2 separate regions of the Mus musculus genome follow, and region 1 is linked to region 2. A link is a contact called in public Hi-C data. All regions are on one chromosome and are shown on one strand. The core of a region is the stretch at or near the end of the contact, and the rest is flanking DNA. Distances in the headings are between cores, read along the strand shown.

Region 1 (3,247 bases), core at 482-2,981, 150 kb after region 2:
TATATATGGTGAGAATTAGAAATGATTTGTGGGAGTTTGAATGTGTTGTATGTTCATGGAGTGTGATGTGTAATATAAAGTGAATTTCTTGCTTTGCATTGCAGGTGAATTGCTTATAAACCATGGCTCCAAATTTCATCTTTGAGGGTAAGAATACATTTACTATCTTTTGTCTCTATAGTTTTGAATAGAATCAAGTTTTGTCCCAAAGTAGGCAACCCAGGAATAATAGTAATAATAAAAAATAGATATATTATATTATATTATATTATATTATATTATATTATATTATATTATATTATATTATATTATATATAATGTGCCTTCAAGCCAGAAGTTTATCTTTGAAGAGAAAAGTAGCAGTGATATAAAAGTTTGAAGCTCATATTTTGATGAACCAAAAAGTCAGTAAAAATTCAGCTCAAACTGATGTCTCCAGACTCGAGATTTACTGGGATCCCAAGTCTGTCAGACCATTGACCATTTCATTTTTTCCAACTTCGCCTTTCTTATTCTATTTAAAAATGTACTAAAATGATGTATGAGAGTTTCTATTTTTGGAAACAGGAGGCAGCTCACTGCTGGCCTTCTCTGTTGATATTTTAGCTTTGTTAGAGGAACATTTCTTAAGCTCATGCTACTTTTTATAAAGTGTCATCTTGACAATCAAGATTAATCATGGGCAAGATACTACCTACATCATAAGCCCAGAAGTGTGCACTCCCCAAGGCTGGACATTAATATATTAACGTTGATATCTGGAGCAGATTACTATGTTGCCCACTCAAGATTAATTCTTTGTGCTCTTATAACAGTACCTCATATTCATGTTAACATCATTTTTCAACTGAAACTTTAGACAGTGCAGTCAACTTTGAAGGTAGATTGACTACCAAGGAAGCCTCCGGAACCATCTTCAGACAAAGATCTTCCCCAGATTTGGCCTTTAGCACTTCCCCTCTGTGTTCCCCTTCTTCTTGAATTTTAAATATGGTAGCCGTCAGGAAAGAAAACATAAAGTCACCATACTGGATCATTTGGCAAGCTTGAACAGGAAACAAGGTAGTGAAGATGGTAGAACAGAAACAAGTAATTTTCAGAGACTTGTTTCCATAACTGCCCTGAACATTGATGCTTCAAATTTCTGGAAAAACTCTGTCTTGCTTCCTTTGGCATATAGAAGAAAAATAATTTTCACTAAAAATTGGAAGTGTTTTTTTTTTCCATGTTGTAAAACAGCTTTGAAGGAGGAAATTTAGCATTTAAATCAACATTTATCATGTCACATGGACCAGGATACATTTCATACCTTCCTGCCCCTGCCCCATTTAGTTGTCACTCAACTCCAAAGTGATGGGATTATGATTTTTCTTTTCCAGCTAAGGAAGTTCCAGTGAAAAGACTAAATAACATCAACAAGAATACTTCTCTTCCCAGGAGCTACTGAAAACATTTAAGACATATACTGTTCATTTCCAATGACATAGCAGATATTACTGTAAATATAGGGAATAAAAACGATCGTTCAGATATGAGCAACACGGATGGGTTAGAAAATAGAAAAAAAATGTGTGTCAATTTTAAACAAATACACGATCTTAAATTTCTAGGGAAGTGCATTTTCCAATAGGGATTCTTCAAGGGCAAGGTCGGCATAGCACAAGTCCTGCCTCTTGAGGCGCTGGAGTGGTTCTCTGAACTCTCTTGTTCCCTACGCAGCCAGGAGCCTCTGGTGGTTGGGACATTCCCCTGGGTGATTGTCTGCTGAATCATCTGCCCACAAAGGCTTCTCTTTGCTCCCAGCAGTGTCTCCTTTCTGGGGATTTGTCTTCTGCTATGGGTCTGCTCTTCCCTGCTGGAGTTACCTTGACCTTAGCTTTGAAAAGGTGGTGAAAGCCTCTGTGTAGTCAGATGATGAAAGCTGGTATTATCATTGTTAGTAAGCGGAAGCGAAGGCAGCTTCCTCGATTTATGTGGAGGTGGATCTCAGGTATTTCCTCAGCTCAGCTTCCCACTTCACCATCCTGAGGCTTTGACAGAGATTTCCCCTTGACAGAAAAATGTCAGTGCCTGCCCTTGGAAATCTAATATTGCTGAAAAATGTATTGTTTTTGCCTAGGGGGTTACATGATGTAGAAAATGGAGTCTGACTAGCCTATTACTGTGTCTCCTAAGAAGCAAATTACTTTAACAATGCAATCACGTAAAGTTCATCATCATCATCGTCATTGTATACGTGGTCATTGTTGAGAAGTGAAACTTAACTCTTTTTCCCTAGGCCATTTTTGTGTATCTGAAGCATTGTCTGATTACATTCGATGAACTTGCTAAGATGAAAGTGTATAGCAACATTTGCTGTTTCACTTGCTGTATCTTTGGCATCTTGTCAAAACTGTGCAATTTGTCTCCTTTTGCCAACACTCAGATCATGGTATCTCATTGTATGGGTGGACCGCAAGCTCTGAACTTGTAACCTATTGATGGAAACCTGGATTGCTTTCAGCTGGCTTTAAAAAAAATAAGCCTATAAGTACTTGACAAAGTCAGTTTCTCTTTGACAGACAATTCAAATGAAAATGACGTCAAGAGAAAAATTATTCTAAATATTCAATGTACACTAAGGAGTAACTAAACCTCATATGTAGGAAATGCAAATTAAATTCTCCTTATAGGGTGTTATCTTAGTGTCTTAGTTAGGGTTTTACTGCTGTGAACAGACACCATGACCAAGGCAAGTCTTATAAAAAACAACATTTACTTGGGGCTGGCTTACAGGTTCAGAGGTTCAGTCCATTATCATCAAGGTGAGAGCATGGCAGTATCCAGGCAGGCATGGCACAGGCAGAGCTGAGAGTTCTACATTTTCATCCAAAGGCTGCTAGTGGAAGACTGACTTCCAGGCAACTGGGGTGAGAGTCTTAAGCCCACACACACAGTGACACACCTATTCCAACCAGGTCACACCTATTCCAACAAGGCCACACCTTTAGATGGTGCCACTCCCTGGTCCAAGAATATACAGACAATCACACTTAGTCAGGGTTTTTATTCCTGGACAAAACATCATAACCAAGAAGCAAGGTGGGGAGGAAAAGGTTTATTTAGCTTACACCTCCAAACTGCTGTACATCACTAAAGGGAATCAGTACTGGAACTCAAGCAGGTCAGGAACCAGGAGCTGATGCAGAGGCCATGGAGGGATGTTACTTACTGGTTTGCTTCCTCTGGCTTGCTCAGCCTGATCTCT
Region 2 (3,076 bases), core at 313-2,812:
ACCCAGCCACGCATCACTTGGCAACTTCCCTCTCCTGCATCACCTCTCTCTTCTGCTCCTAGGTTCTGCTCATACAACCCTTGAGCCTTCTAACAGGAACAGGGGGCTCCTTCCTTACCGTAGAAATAACTCCATTTTAGCATTGAGAATATTTTTGAATGGGATTCATAAAAGCACAGGGTATTTCTTTTTATATCGATCTTATAAACACGCAGCTACCTGATAATGTTAATGAGCATCCCACCGTGAGGCGGGGGCTGTGCCCTCCCCCACCTCCCCCAGTAAATTACTCCTTAGGACTGGAAGTGGGGGCCCATTGCCACTCATGACAGAGCCTCACCTTGCTGCAGGCGCTGCAGTTCTTTCTGAAGCTGTCTCTGCTCCCTGGCTAGCGATTTCACGTGATAGAGGCAGATGATCTCCAGCCTTTGCAGTCTAAGGCTGAGTCTGGCTTCTGCTTGCCTGGCACTCTTTCTCTCCAAGTCAAACTGCTTATACAGAGGTCCCTTCACCATGCTTCTGTCCATCTTCCTCACGCGTGGGTGACAGTAAAGCCAGTGTCCTCCAGGGACCACAGATAACCTGAAAGAACAAGGTCAGCATGGTGGCTTCTGGTCATTGGTCACTGATTAGTTTGAAATCTAATTTTATTAAATCTTAAACTGCCTAGTCAGATGAAGTCTCCACATCCAAACCCACACCTCTACCTTCTTAACTCCAGTAGCACTCTCAGGAAGGAACGAGAGTCCCTGCCAATACTCACCTCAGGGCTACAACACAGAATGCATGCGGGATAGTGGTCAGTCAGGTCAGGTGCTCTCCCTTAGGTATTGGTGGTAGTAGTTCAGGAAAAGATTAGCATTAAAGAAGGGCATCCACCCACAGCCAAGCAGTGGATGGCGCTTGGGGACTCTTATGGAAGAATAGGAGGAAGGTTTACAGCCACTAAGGTGATAAGAACTCCACAGGAAGATGAACAGAATCAACTAACCTGCACCCTCAAGACTCTCCCAGACTGAACGGCCAATCAAAGACCGTAAATGGGCTGGACCAGGACTCTGCACATATATAACAGGTGTACAGCTTGGTTTTTATGTGGGTCCCAAACAACTGGAGCGGGGGACTGTCCCAAGAGGTGTTGCCTGTATGTGGGATGTGCTCTTTCAGCTGGGATGCCTCAGTGGGAGAGGAGGCGCTTAGCCTCTCAGAGACTTGAAGTGCCAGGGTAGGGGGAAGAGGGTGGAGGGGGTTACTCACTCAGAGGAGAAGGGGGTAAGGAAGGAAGGATTGTGGGAGGAGGTGAGAGGGAAGGGGGATCAGTGAGTGGAATGTAAAGTGAATAAGAAAAAAAAATTGAAATGTCAAAAAAGGGGGTGGGGTGGGGCTAAGGCCAGACACAAGGCAGCTCTAATTTAAGAGCCGAATTCGAGTCAGTTTGATTTAGATTCTGAAGTATAGATTAAAGCTTCACCCAAAAATACAGGGGGTAGCACTTACCTGCAAACCCAGCTCCTCACCAGGAAAATCTTTGTTTCTTTGGCTCCAAGCTTGTTTTCTTCACTAAGCGTGTGAGCCTGTGTAAAGGGGGGTGAGGGTGGGGAAGGGGGCTGGAAGGGGGCGGGGCCAGGAGAAGGTTAGTTACACTCGAAAGCTCTGTCCTTTCCTCCTGCGACCCCTGGTTAGGAATGCCGTCGACTCCTCGAGCCTTGGGTCCCATTTGCTCTTGAAGAGGCCACATCTCTAACTTGTTTTGAGGATAAAGGAAGCTTGCCAACTTCCAGCCCTCCCCAGGGAGGCCTGCGGTGCTCCTAGGCCGTGTCCATGGGAGCCAAGAATGAAAGCCAAGAGTCCCTCACTGTTTGTAACCAGTCTCTTCTCTTCCACCTCCCTCTGCTTCGCTTCTACCTCCCCTGCCCCTGCCCCTCCTCCCGCCCCATCTCCCACCCCTTTTCTGGCTTCTTGGAAACCAAAAGAAAGCACCCTGCCTTCCCATTCATGACTGGGCACATTTTGCACAGAAAGGCATTGAATTTGCTTATTCTACGTTATTGCGCTCCACGCTGGGTGTTTCCAGTCTTCCAGCCTTGTTCGGTGCATTTCAAAGTTTATTTAGATTTTCAAAGGCTTGGACACAGCACGAGATGAAGTGATATATATTTTTGAATCAACTTTTGTCTTCACGTTTGGAGAGCTGCAGCAGAGAATAGAGTTGAGCTATGGGTTATAGACGAAGATACTGGATGGGACTCTAACTGTTTCCTTGGGGATCCTTCTGAGAATGAGAGGCAGTAAGATTCCACAGTCTAAAGACAGCTGCCAACACTGGGGCCCAGTAATCCCAGTTTATGAAAGGCAGCTAAGCAGCCCCTACTACCCACAATCACCACCCGGCAAACAAACTATTCTAAAGAGATTACTGGGGAGGTGAGAGAGGGAGGGCGGGTCATTGTTCTCTAAGTAGGAAATGATACCTTCCCAGCCAGTGCTTCTCCCATGCACAAGTTCTTCCTCTCCAGGATTTAAACAAGTAGGGCACAATCTCCAAGACAATTACTACAGAAAGTGGGGTGCCGCATAAGGGAAACTGGCACTCTAGTCCCCATCGGCAGGCCTGGTGAAGTGCATAGCAACAGAGCTTTGTTGCCCCCATGAAGCGGTAAATATCCAGCCCAAATATGCCCTGGCAATGAAAGCACAACTCAATTAATATGAATCCATGCTGTGCACCTAGATTGGGCAGATCAACCCCTACACTACCATCTTCCACATCTATGTGACCCCTTAGAACTTGTAGTTTCTCCAAGCCATGTTCTTCTGCTCTGCTTTTCTTCTTCCTCCTCCTCCTCTGTGTCCTCTCCCTCTTCCATTTTCTCCTTCTTCTCTCCCTCACCTTCTGCTCCACCTTCCCTTTTATCTGCCCAATCATCAGCTCTCCTTTATTTTACAAATTAAGGTGGGAAAGCAGATTTACAGGAAGTCACCTGAGTACTGACTCATTCCTTGTTCAAAACTCCTCACAGGAGAAGGAATTAACAGCAGATATAATTAGCCCCAGGGCTATCCAAGTACCCCAGAG

The links. A called contact is a pair of places that touch in the nucleus more often than the background predicts.
Region 1: a Hi-C map of the C2C12 cell line shows a contact between it and region 2, with 2.4 times the contacts expected there. The contact joins the enhancer-like site here to the promoter of Ccdc190 in region 2. A contact is called at or near these places in 5 of 484 Hi-C or Micro-C datasets (the C2C12 cell line, embryonic fibroblasts, embryonic stem cells and 1 more).

What each region holds. Positions count from the first base shown.
Region 1 is chr1:169,775,290-169,778,536 of GRCm38.p6, reverse strand. No RefSeq gene overlaps it. Among named protein-coding and RNA genes, the nearest start is that of Gm22114, 23 kb to the left of the region's middle. Within about 2 kb of position 1,731, at least 13 of the 459 cell types and tissues checked have an H3K27ac peak or open chromatin away from gene starts, as enhancers often do. A contact at or near this core is called in the C2C12 cell line, where this site is marked.
Region 2 is chr1:169,927,425-169,930,500 of GRCm38.p6, reverse strand. It overlaps Ccdc190 (coiled-coil domain containing 190), which reads right to left and starts at 1,562. Exons shown (of 4, transcript NM_001033185.2): 1 at 1,498-1,562; 2 at 341-582. The coding sequence starts at 527. Gm39699 (a long non-coding RNA gene) reads right to left here. Exons shown (of 3, transcript XR_865723.1): 2 at 2,472-2,680; 3 at 1,913-2,191.